2 separate regions of the Danio rerio genome follow, and region 1 is linked to region 2. Evidence: chromatin contacts called from public HiChIP or PLAC-seq data. All regions are on one chromosome and are shown on one strand. Each heading gives the region's core, a stretch centred on a gene start, on an enhancer-like site or on the middle of the called end of the contact. The rest is flanking DNA. Distances are from core to core; before and after follow the strand shown. Region 1 holds the start of mgst1.1 (microsomal glutathione S-transferase 1.1). Region 2 holds the start of lmo3 (LIM domain only 3).

Region 1 (5,800 bases), core at 2,287-4,786, 100 kb after region 2:
AACGAATCACTGGCACTGCCCTTCATACACTTCAAGAACTGTACTCTTCCAGAGTGAAGGGCTCGCAAAATCACTCTGGGCGAATCGCACCCAGCACACTACCCTGTTCAAACTGTTATCGTCTGGTCGGCGCTTCAGAGCATCAAGCACAAAAACAGCCAGACACAGGAAAAGTTTCTTTCCTCAGGCCATCTACCTTATGAACAGTTAAATATCCCCCAACTGTGCAATAAATATGTGCAATACTTTCTCATACGCACTTGTACACAGCACCTTACATTAAAATACAATACAATACTTTCTCCATTCACATTTGTACACAGCACCTAATAACCTGTATATTTATATCAATCTGCACATACAATTCAACATCCAGATTTCTGGACTAACTGCATCTCTGTTTAATGATTATCGTCTTTTTTCATATTTATTTTGTGTTGTCACTTGTCACATTATGTGCACTGGAAGTTTCTGTAGCCAAAACAATTCCTTGTGGGTGTGAAGCACACTTGGCAATAAAACTGATTCTGAGAGAGTAAATGAGAACATTTTCATTTGTGGGAGAACTATTCCTTTAAGAAACCATCAATGCCTATATAAAAAAAAACTAATTTATAGTGTTTATAAAGTGCAAACATGGGAATAAGGCACTAAAAGCCAGTAGAAAACACACAAAAAATGATCTTCATTCATGCAAGACTGCTAAAAGCAGGTAAAATAACACAAAATCTTCTGTACAGCTGAAGCCAAAATTATTAGCCCCCCTTTAGTGGGTTTTTTTTTTTTTTTTTTTTTTTTTTTTGCCAAATGGTGTTTAACAGAGAAAGGAAATTTTCAGATAATATCTTTTCTTCTGGAGAAAGTCTTATTGGTTTTATTCCAGCTAGAATAGAAGCAGATTTAAATTTTTAAAAACCATTTTAAGGTCAAAATTGTTAAGCCCCTTTAAGCTACTTTATTTATTGCCTAAACAAACTATCGTTACACAATAACTTGCCTAATCACTCTAACCTGCCTAGTTGACCCAATTAACCTGGTTAAACCTTTAAACGTCACTTTAAGCTGTATGGAAGAGTCTTTATCTAGTAAAATATTATTTACTGTCATCATGGCAAATATAAAATAAATCAGTTATTAGAGATGAGTTATTAAAACTATTATGTTTAGAAATGTGCTGAAAAAAAGTCTTCTCTCTGTTAAACAGAAATTGGGGGGAAAAATAAACAGGGGGGGGGGGAATAATTCTGACTTGAGCTGTATATGAACGAGTGTTATTCATTAAAGAAAAAGAGCAGTAGTGAGCACCCTGTAGGCCATAGATAAAGTTGTAAGCAGCCCTACGCCAAAGGCTACACCTCTGGTAGGTTGCGGAAGAGCCATTATGTACGCGACTGTATGGATGAATCGGGACACTACAAACACCCGGAAGTGCAAAAGAGCAGTGGAGAGAACCGGCCCCGTCAGTGCATACAGAAGACCGATCACCACAAAAGGAACGATGCTTTCCAGGTCATTCAGATGGCATCTGGGATTCAAGAACAAAAACATGAGGAGGAGATCACCCAGTGATTGTGCAGTTTAACAAATAGAAGTTTACCGTCGCACTCTTTCCACATCTGGATCAGTCCTAACCAGTTTTTTCTTGTCTTCTGCTATTGCCATGGCGGTGTCCTCCAAGTTGGAGAAGACCTGAACAAATGGCATCATTAAAGGGATAGTTCACACAAAAATGTAAATACTGCCAACATTTACACATCCACCACTTGTTTAGAATTTGAGTTTCTGAACAATGAACATTGAATACTGAAAAAATGTTGAAGAGAGAAACAACTATTGACTTTAATAGTATTTTTTGTTCCTATAGTGGACGTAGATGACTTTTTTTTTACAACATTCTTCAAAATATCTTCTTTTGTGATCAACAGTACAAAGAAAATCCTAAAAGATGTGGAAATTTTCCTTTTAAGGTGTTGTTTACTCCTGGTATTAAGGTGTTTTAGTAGGTCAAATCACAAATAGTTTACATCTGTTTTAGTCCATCTTGGTTTTGTCCACTTTTCTGGAGTATTTATGGGCTTTATCTGAACATTTGATCTAATATTTCTACTTTGTGCCTCAATATCAGGTTTCAGAGTAAATACAGGAATTAGAGAGTGAAGTTCAATACCTTTTAAGACCTTTTTAAATACTTTTTCCATACATTTTAAGACCTTATAACCACTTTTCAACTGGAAACACTGACAAGATTTTAACATACTGTATATATACTAAGTATTAATGTAAGAAATTAATTCAGCACATAAAGAACTGCCAAAATAATGGTGTTGTCTTAGTAAACAAAGCAGCATGATGTCAAATCTACCAGGATTTCATTGATTTTATAAACTACAGAGGATCCTGATATTCGCAGATTTAATTCGGGCCAACTTTAGCATACATTGCATCATCTAAAATTTTATAAAATGTAATATCTTATTAAATAGCATTTAAGACTTTTTAATGGCATTAAATTTCTCTATAATGATTCATCAACTTTTAATACATTTTACAATCCCGCGGACATTTGTAACGTAATTTAGTTCAACAATTCACAAAGTCGTGTCAATAAATTGAGGACAAAAATAAAGTGTACCTGTTTTGTCAATCGCAGGTAAGAGGTCATGAGGCTCATGAGCATCATTTTGAGGATGACTATGGTTGCGTATGTGGAGAAGGCCAGAAAGACCTCACTGTCGATCATGTGCACAACTTCTGCCATCTTAGTTTAAACTGCAGATAAACACCAAACAATAAATTACACAAACATTATTCATTTGCATTGCTTTTAATGCAGAAAATCGCATGCAACAGTCTCACAGATGCATCATTTCATACCTGATACTGACTACTACAGATCTTGCATAACTTCTATACTGCACACAGCCAGTTTTACCAGTTTAGAAAAAACCACACTTGGCAGCTATAGGTTACAAAGTTTCAGAAAAGCAGCCAGTTTAAACAGGATTTTTCTGCATCATTTCAATCACAAAGCTCAAGCTCTAAAATAAAACTAGAGTTATAGCCTATTTACTTTGTTTACGTTACCAGAATTGGACTAACTGCTATAGAAATCATTCCGTTGTACTTTATTAACAGCTTACAGCTCAGTTTCTGTCCTAAAGTCCTGTAACAGAAACCAAGCAAATTCGCTTGTTTTCTGATTTTTCACGTCGCAGAATTGAAAGCATCTAACATTGCTGGCGTTTAATATTGTCACTTCACTAGTTTTCGCACTCATTCGTCGATTTGTTTGTTTATGCAACTTTAATGGAAACAATAGCGTAAAGCTAGGACGCCAGAGGCGGTCTCTCCGGAACTTCAAAAATGTGTAGATGCCTGTTTAAAAACGTGAATATTGAAAAAAATGATAACAAAAAGTGCACAAGCAAGACGACTGAGAGAATTATAAGCTGAAATATAAGCGTTTTGATGCATTTCTCACCCTTTTGTCGCCTCTCTGCTTTGCTTTCACAGCTTTTCACTCCTGAACTAACGCGTGAAGGTGGGCGTGTCAAGTAACCTACATAACTATAGCTAATAATAATAATAATGACACTCTGGCGAACTGTTATTGCTAATGTTTGTTTTGCACAATACATGCATAGCACGGAGCCCCTGAAGCGCTTTACTGTACTGTCTAAAAATAAACAAATAACTATATAAAACACAAAATGCCACTTATTGCGTGTTATTAATTAAGTGTAATTATTTACTAAAATATTTCAACATATATAAAAAAAATGAATGAACATTTTAATGTGAAATACAACACAAAATAGATTTAGATAGTTATAAAAAAATATGAAATAAATTTAATATGAAACAAGATTAAAATAAATACGATGTTTAATTATATAAAAAATAATATATAACTATATTATAATATAATATATAATTATCTAATATTAAAACAATTTGATTAAAATAAGTAAATAACTGTATAGATAGATAGATAGATAGATAGATAGATAGATAGATAGATAGATAGATAGATAGATAGATAGATAGATAGATAGAATCTATACTTTGGATATAATTTAATAAAGTACATACACTACCTGACAAAAGTCTTGTCGTCAAAACCCAGTTATAAGAGGAACAAACAATAACTTCACTTTAAGCTGTTTATTATTATTATTTTATTATTTATTATTCATTATTTTTCAGATGAATCATCTGTTAAACTGCATCTCAGTCGTCACAAATAGTGCAGAAGACCTACTGGAACCAGCATGGACCCAAGACTCTCACAGAAATCAGTCAAGTTTGGTGAAGGAAAAATCATGGTTTGGGGTTACATTCAGTATAGGGGCATGCGAGAGATCTGCAGAGTGGATGGCAACATCAACAGCCTGCGGTGTCAAGACGTTTGTGTTGCCCATTACATTACAAAACACAGGAGAGGGCAAATTCTGCAGGATAGCGCTCCTTCTCATACTTCAGCCTCCACATCAAAGTTCCTAAAAGCAAAGAAGGTCTGGTGCTCCAGGATTGGCCAGGCCAGTCACCCAACATGAACAATATTAAGCATGTCTGGAGTTAAAAGAAGGAGGCTGTGAAAATTAATCCAAAGAATCTTGATGAACTCTGGGAGTCCTGCAAGAACGCTTTCTTTTCCATTCCACATGACGTTTTTATTGTTATTTGAGTCGTTGCAGAGATGTATGGATGCAGTCGTCCAAGCTCATGGGATTCATACAAGATTTATAAAAAAAAAAAATTTCCACTGCACCATGACTTTATATTCTATACTGTACATTATTTCTGTTCTGGACATTACTTTTGTCTAAGCAAACTCAGACCTTACTGTCCAAATTTAATCATTAAAAATCGAGACTCGATCATATTTTATTTTGGTAAAATAAGCATAATCTAGAGGCCTTTGCCTTTCATATGAGCCACTTCTGATACCAAATGATCAACAAGAGGTCAAGTTATTATTGGTTGTTCCTAAGACACACACAGTGTTCTTTTGGGCATGATGAGTAATGGCATTGTGCCATATTACAGTCTAATTAACAGAATGCAACTTCATTGAAGATATGAAACAGCTTACGAAACAGCGCGGAATGTGCTGCATTATCATGAATAAACTTTGACTTGATTTAGAAATCAGTGACCCAATCTGTTCTGCGCACCCTTAGGAAAAGCCAACAAGACTATGATAGATGTTGCTAAAAATTCTGTAAAGTACTAAATTATGCAACGAAATGATCCCGTTCAAATTTTACAGAAAGGCAGGTCTGAGCACTTGGAATGCCTCCTAAAAAAACACAGATAGCAACGTCAGTTTAACGCCGAGTCATGGTGACAATGACCTGTTGACTGATAACAAACATTTGATAGAAGAAACTGACATTACAACAGCGGCTTCTTTCCAAATACCTGTATATTAATTGAAAATGCAGTTGAATGTTCACAGATTTTATTATCAATTGCATACACTAGAGTGAAATAAGAAAGTATAAAGCCAATAAAATCAAAAAATACAAAACTGGCCTCTACCATTCTGCGGCATACTGCAATGCAATGGCATCTTTACAGATAGAGAGCTGTGGTGAGCACTCTGTAGGCCATGGAGAAGGTTGTGATCATTCCCACCACCCAGGACAGACCCCTGCTGGGCTGAGGAAGAGCCAGCACGTATGACGCGGTGTGGATGAAACGAGAGCCTACAAACACCCGGAAGTGCAGCAGAGCTGTGGAGAGATCTGGACCGGTCAGTGCATACAGAAGACCGATCACCACAAAGGGAATGATG
Region 2 (5,860 bases), core at 1,633-4,132:
AAGAGAGTGACTGTGGTGGGTGCGCGGGAGCATTAGGTTCTCTGTGTGTTACTAGCAGCGGTTTAAAACTGGGATTAAGTTGAAGCTTCCGTGAAATGAATGGTCGCTGGAGATGCTCAAAGGAGGCTTAAACCAGGGTAAGAGTACTAGGAAATATCTTTTTTTTTTTTACTTCAATCCTCACAGAAACAGATTTATCCCCCCCCCCCCCCCCCCCCTCCCCCCTCTTGTGAAGCCCGGTAATTAAACTCCCGCTTTCATTTCTACCACAAAACGAACCTGCATTGCTCGTGCTCGGATGAAGTGGGGTGGTCGTCTGTCGGATATCCCTCTCTCTGCTGACGTTATATCGCGAGTCTGTGTGCGAAAGAGGGGGTGTGTGAGAAGGAGTGAGAGAGAGACAGAGAGAGAGGGAGGCGAAATAATAAGCAGCTCTTCATTTTAACGACGTCCGTTCGCGCCAAGTGCGCTCGCGCTTCCCGCCACGCGGCTGCGCGCTGTACTGTTTCACGCGAGCGTCACGTTACGTGACGGACGGCTGAGTTCACCTCACCCGGCACAGTCTGATGATGGCACTCTCTAGCTCATCACCCCCAATAATTCAGATATCTTCGGTGAATAATTGACGTGATAATGCGCGAGATGAAGTGGTGGCGGGAGGGTAGAGAAAGAAGAAGGGGTTATAGCGTCCCCTACTCTCCCTCTCTCTCCCTTTCCTTTTTACTCAGCTTAAAGCGTCTCCCCCGCAAATTGCATGATTACCAAGATAGCCCGCTTTGAAATAATTCAATCCATGACAAAACCTAATTACTGGCAGGTAATACCCTGTCAGCTTTAATGCATCTCATCACTCATAATGGAAGCGAGGAGCATTTTATGACCCATCTCATTACTGCTGTATTTTAGGCAGAGAGTGATTGGCATGGGGCCACAATCTTACCACTACCCAACTCTTGTTACCATCAGTTCTCCGTCTCCACATTCTCAGTTTAGTCACTTTTAAACTGCACACTACTTTTGGGCCATGACAGAAAATAAACTCTACACTGACTGTGTGATTATGTTTCCTTTTGTGCGTGTGTATGTGTGTGAGGAAGGAGGGTAGGTGGCACTGAAGGCCTGTGATTCATCCTACCTCGGCAACATGGGCATCAAGCAGTGCTAATTAGAGTGAACAGGTGTAACCAATGGGCGAGGAATAGCTTTAGAAACAGACTGTGGAGAAAAAAAACTGTGAAAACAGTGAAAATTATTAATCTCTCTCTCACACATGAATACACAGTTACAAGTTTTGTCCTGATATTTATGGACTTATAGCAAGTGGACAGCAATCACATACTGTGCGTGCCAGTTTATCTTCAGTTATCGAAAATATGTATTGTGTATCTGGCTAATACAGTTTGATTTAGGCCTCAACGGGTGCAGATGAACCAATAATGTGATTGCTGGAGAAAGAGATCTCACACACAAAGTGCTAGATTCTGTAGGTTTTTGCAGAGGTCATCAGATTAAGAACTGAAAAGGCTATTTTAAATGTGTTATTACATACAACATGATGTGCTTTTTACACTCTTCTCTTCATTGGTATGTTTTCACTTTTGTGAATAATTAGCATGTTGAAGTCAAAAAATAATCTGACTCTTAAATTTCTAGTGATTACAAATACTGACCCCAAGGGTGTATAATAGGCACCAGGGACACCTGAAAAGATTTAGAATAGGAAACACAATGAGCTACATCATGTGCACACACATTTCAAAAAGCACCAGCAGTATTGATATATTAAGTGACTTTAAAATGCATAATGTCCATGCTAAATGAAATCAAATGTAATATGAGTTTAATAAGAACATGGTTTGGTATTTGAGGCAAATCAATTGGAGTGCGGAGGTACATACAAGACAAAAGTTAGGGAATAGCATGTGTTTTTCAAATTACCCTAAATGGCTCCTATGATTAATTTGGTCTGTTCAAGCACAGTATACAAACTATTATTAATCACTGAATACTGAATGAATTGGGTGTGCTGATTCAATAGGAGACTGACATATTGAAAGATTTCAAAATGATGTGCTTAAGAATGCTGTAGAAGTCCAAATGAATGAGTTTGCGCATTTATGGAAACTGAGTGCCTCAACGTTTGTTTTTGGTATGTTTTAGCCATTTTGAGCTTTTTTGTAGATTAAAAAAAATTGATATTAGGTTTTCCTTATTCTGACATCAAATCCTACATTCTTCATAATATGTTAAATTATATGCACTTTCTACAAGCACTTTAACTCCATTGCAGCATCTTATATGCCTGTTTTTCAAACTAAACGCAGAAATAAAAGTTATTTGTGACACTCAAGGTTCTTGATAAAGGCACTAATGCGTAAAAGCATTTTTGTTGTTGTTGTTGTTGATGTAATTGGAATCTCTTTTTGTTTTTCTCAGAGTGTGTTTGCTTGCATTAGGATAATTAAGAGTAAAACAGACGCACGTGCACAAACAGCTGTCCATATACTGACAGACATGCATATGCATGCATAAATGTTTTATTAATCAGACCTATTCTGCTCTCACTATGTAGCAGCACGAAATTGTTGCCTAGCTGCTAAAACAAAGAGTGACAGAGAGAGAGAGAGAGAGAGTGTGTGTGTGTAAACGTGTAGTACAGAGCTCATAGCATGTTTTCGCGCGCGTCTCAGAGAGGTGCGCATTAAGTTTGTGTTAGCGAGCGCGCGCTCCGTTACTCCGGCTGTCGGTAATAACCGAATGACCTTTTCCTCCTCGTGTAATGTCTCACTGGTGAGGGATTGGGTTTGAAGATAATAAAGCTAGGCTTCACTATTCCTCGTTCCTCACTCACTGATGGGCAAGTTGTTGTGAGCCTTCTCAGAATACTCAATACATGACGGCTCGCGCGAGAACACCTGTAGCTTTTGGTGCGAACAACTACTCGTAGATGATCCATGTGGACCTCATTATTTTTAACCTGAAGATCACTCTTATCCGCGGTGCAATGTCAGATTCGTGAACTTTTGCTCCGAGGAATATTGAGTTGGAGTCGGTGCTATCCTAACTTAACCTTCTGCGTAACTTGGTCAAGAAGGTGAGTGTGCGCCGCTTTAATTGTCTTTACCGAACGCATTTCTTGTATTTCTTTTGGAGTTAAATACACGTACTGCTTAATGAACAGGGGTTGCTTTTATCGTTAGTGTTTAAGCTTCAGGTTTGCATGCGTCGGATCATTTGTGCACGTGATTCAATTAATTTCAGAATAAACTAATCCTGCAAAAAGCCAGGTGTGTTGTCATGTATGCACATTGTGGAGCATGCACAAAACGATTGTTTTTACACAATCTGTCTGCATGACAGGAACTAACAACAGATATTCAGAGTAAATATGGGTTCATTATGGGCATCAGTGGTTTAATGAAAAGCGTCTAACTTACACGTAACCTTTCCATTCCACAAAAGGTTTGTTATAGTAGTAAATAAGCATTCATATTATTAAATTGTTCAATGTTTTATAAGAAAACTGAAATATTTTATAAACAAACAAAACAAATTATTCCTCTGTGACTTCAGTGACAAACCACAGAAAACGTGATATATGCTTAAAACTGTAACATGGGATTGATGCATGTAGTTTATTAACACAAAAGTTATTGAATAAGAGGAACTTGGTGCATTTCTAGAGCTTGAAAGAGATTGCGAAAGCTGTTGGGTTGCATCCGTGTTTATATCCTAAAAATGTGGCACGAATCAGAAGATATGCAGTTCATGAATGCTTGATTGCGTTTTAGTATATGCGAGTTCCTGCATGTTGTCTCTTGTATACATCCAACTTCGTGCCTTTTACTGTAGCGCACTGAAATAGGCGAATAGCGAGAGGCACGATAGGATTATAAGATTACGGCGCGCGCGAAGGGGTAAAGCATATGCCTTTGTCATCCGCTGTCATTTGTTCGCCGCCACTTGCCTCGCCACGGCTGCTGGTCGATCTAATTTCATAGTCGAGCACTGTTGTGACAAACGGAGTCTTAACAGCGTGTGGCGCTGAGCGATAGCGGCTCGCTCGCTCTTTCTTTCTCCCTCCCGTGTTTTGTTGATTGGTGTTTTCGTCGTTTTCACTCTTTTCTGCCGGAGCGAGCTGGATTGTTACTTGTAACAAAAGCGAAGCACCCTCGCGCGCATACAGCTGCTCACTTCACGCGCATCTTTGGCTCGCGCCTCGTCTTGTTGCATGGTGTTTCTGGGAGCCGAAGCGGGTCAACCAATGCAGAAAAGGGAGAAAAGTTTCGGTAAGAGCTGCGTTTTGCATCATATCAGTGTGTGTGTGATGGTTTGGTTAAACGAGTGGCTGAGTACTTGGGATGTTTCCATGCGTAGTTTTGTCGCTGTGCAGCTGCATTTGACCGAGCCGACGCATTTGTCTCATTTCCCCGGTGTGAATTTTCGTGGTTTGCTTAGACAATTGTAAATAACGGGCTGTGGTGAGTCGCCGCGTATCATCGTTTCTAACACGTTAGCGGTTTCATTTCGTCGTTTTGCAAGCTGCAAATCTTATTGGCCTTTTCCGTGCACTAGGCTGCCATGGCAACAGTAATTAAACTGATAAGAGGGTGAAATGTCAGCATCTCCGGCTCGCGCAGCTGTGATGTGAAATCAAATTGGTACTTTGCGCCCGGTGTTTGCCAAGTCTCGCCTCGAAATTTCCCCCATCAGTATCCGCGAACAGGGAAGCGCACAAAGAGCATCACTATGCGAACGGGACATGATGAAATATCTGAGTGAGCAAAGACAAAAAAGACACCAATGTCCCGGGCCTATAGGGATGAGTAGCACATAAACGATTTTAGTTGCGAATTCTTTCGTGCGTAACGATCCCGTTCCGTTAATGCTGCTTTTAGCACTCCTGATGAAGAAATGCTGAACTGAGCTTCGTATTGTATTTACTTTGCTTAGACATCTATTGCCAAACCATGAGATCCATGCAGATTTTATATAGGCTAAACCTTATATAAACTTATATAACATATAAGAAATGTATTGTAGTTCTTTCCAAAGATGCGTTTATACAGACTTTATGAGATGTCACGTTTCAGAGCTGCAGAAATGCAGTCAAATGTGACGTGTTTAACCAATATAAAGATGCTAAATAAAAATTGTGACGTAACAAAAAACTGTGACAAGGCTTAATCCATTTAGTAAAATAAAACCAAGCCTGATACTGATTATAAAAATACCCCTATAATAAAAATAAATGACATTCGGTAAGTATTACACCTCACAAGCTTTAAATGGGCTATTACACTGTTATAATTGTTTCTTAATTTCAAGTGGAACATAACGAAAGTAATAATAACAGAAGTTCAACCAACCGTCATGTTACTCCAGGAAAAGCTCCAATGATTCCCTAATTTTGAATCGCTAAAAAGAATCGGCTCACAAGAGTCATTTGTTCAAAAGTCAAACTACACTATTAGCACTGCATGTCTCGGATTCACTAAAAACAACCGACTCATAAGGGTAACTCGATTTGGATTTAGGCTGTACTGTTCAACCGGTATGTTTCATATTCACGAAAACGAAACCTGAATCTAGAATCGAACTATATGATTCCGATTCACTAATAAGAACTTGTTCAAACGAGTCATGAGTTCATGATTTGAACTAAAATGACCATGCTAAGTGCAGAAAACAGTCTCAGTGTGGTTCAGGGCAGTTTTTCTGCATCAGTGGCAAAATCATTTAGTTTTTGTGTTTATAAAATGCCTACCCTGGCCCAATCCTCGTGTTAGAATAATCTTTTGTTCACTATTTGAAATAACAAAATCGATGAGGCCATGAACATCCCACACTCCTATTAGAG

Evidence for each region. HiChIP or PLAC-seq counts read pairs in DNA pulled down with a chosen protein or histone mark.
Region 1: an H3K4me3 HiChIP or PLAC-seq map of embryo shows a contact between it and region 2, with 3 times the contacts expected there. The contact joins the promoter of mgst1.1 here to the promoter of lmo3 in region 2. A contact is called at or near these places in 2 of 4 datasets of contacts at active chromatin or transcription factors (embryo and gastrula embryo).

The regions. Positions count from the first base shown.
Region 1 is chr4:13,288,540-13,294,339 of GRCz12tu, forward strand. mgst1.1 (microsomal glutathione S-transferase 1.1) reads right to left here and starts at 3,537. Exons shown (of 4, transcript NM_001005957.1): 1 at 3,482-3,537; 2 at 2,633-2,769; 3 at 1,598-1,689; 4 at 775-1,525. The coding sequence starts at 2,758. The coding sequence ends at 1,279. It overlaps mgst1.2 (microsomal glutathione S-transferase 1.2), which reads right to left. Exons shown (of 4, transcript NM_001002215.2): 4 at 4,150-5,800. The coding sequence ends at 5,578.
Region 2 is chr4:13,186,907-13,192,766 of GRCz12tu, forward strand. It overlaps lmo3 (LIM domain only 3), which reads left to right and starts at 2,883. Exons shown (of 4, transcript NM_001020739.2): 1 at 2,883-3,094. The region is part of intron 2 of LOC141381601 (a long non-coding RNA gene); the gene reads right to left.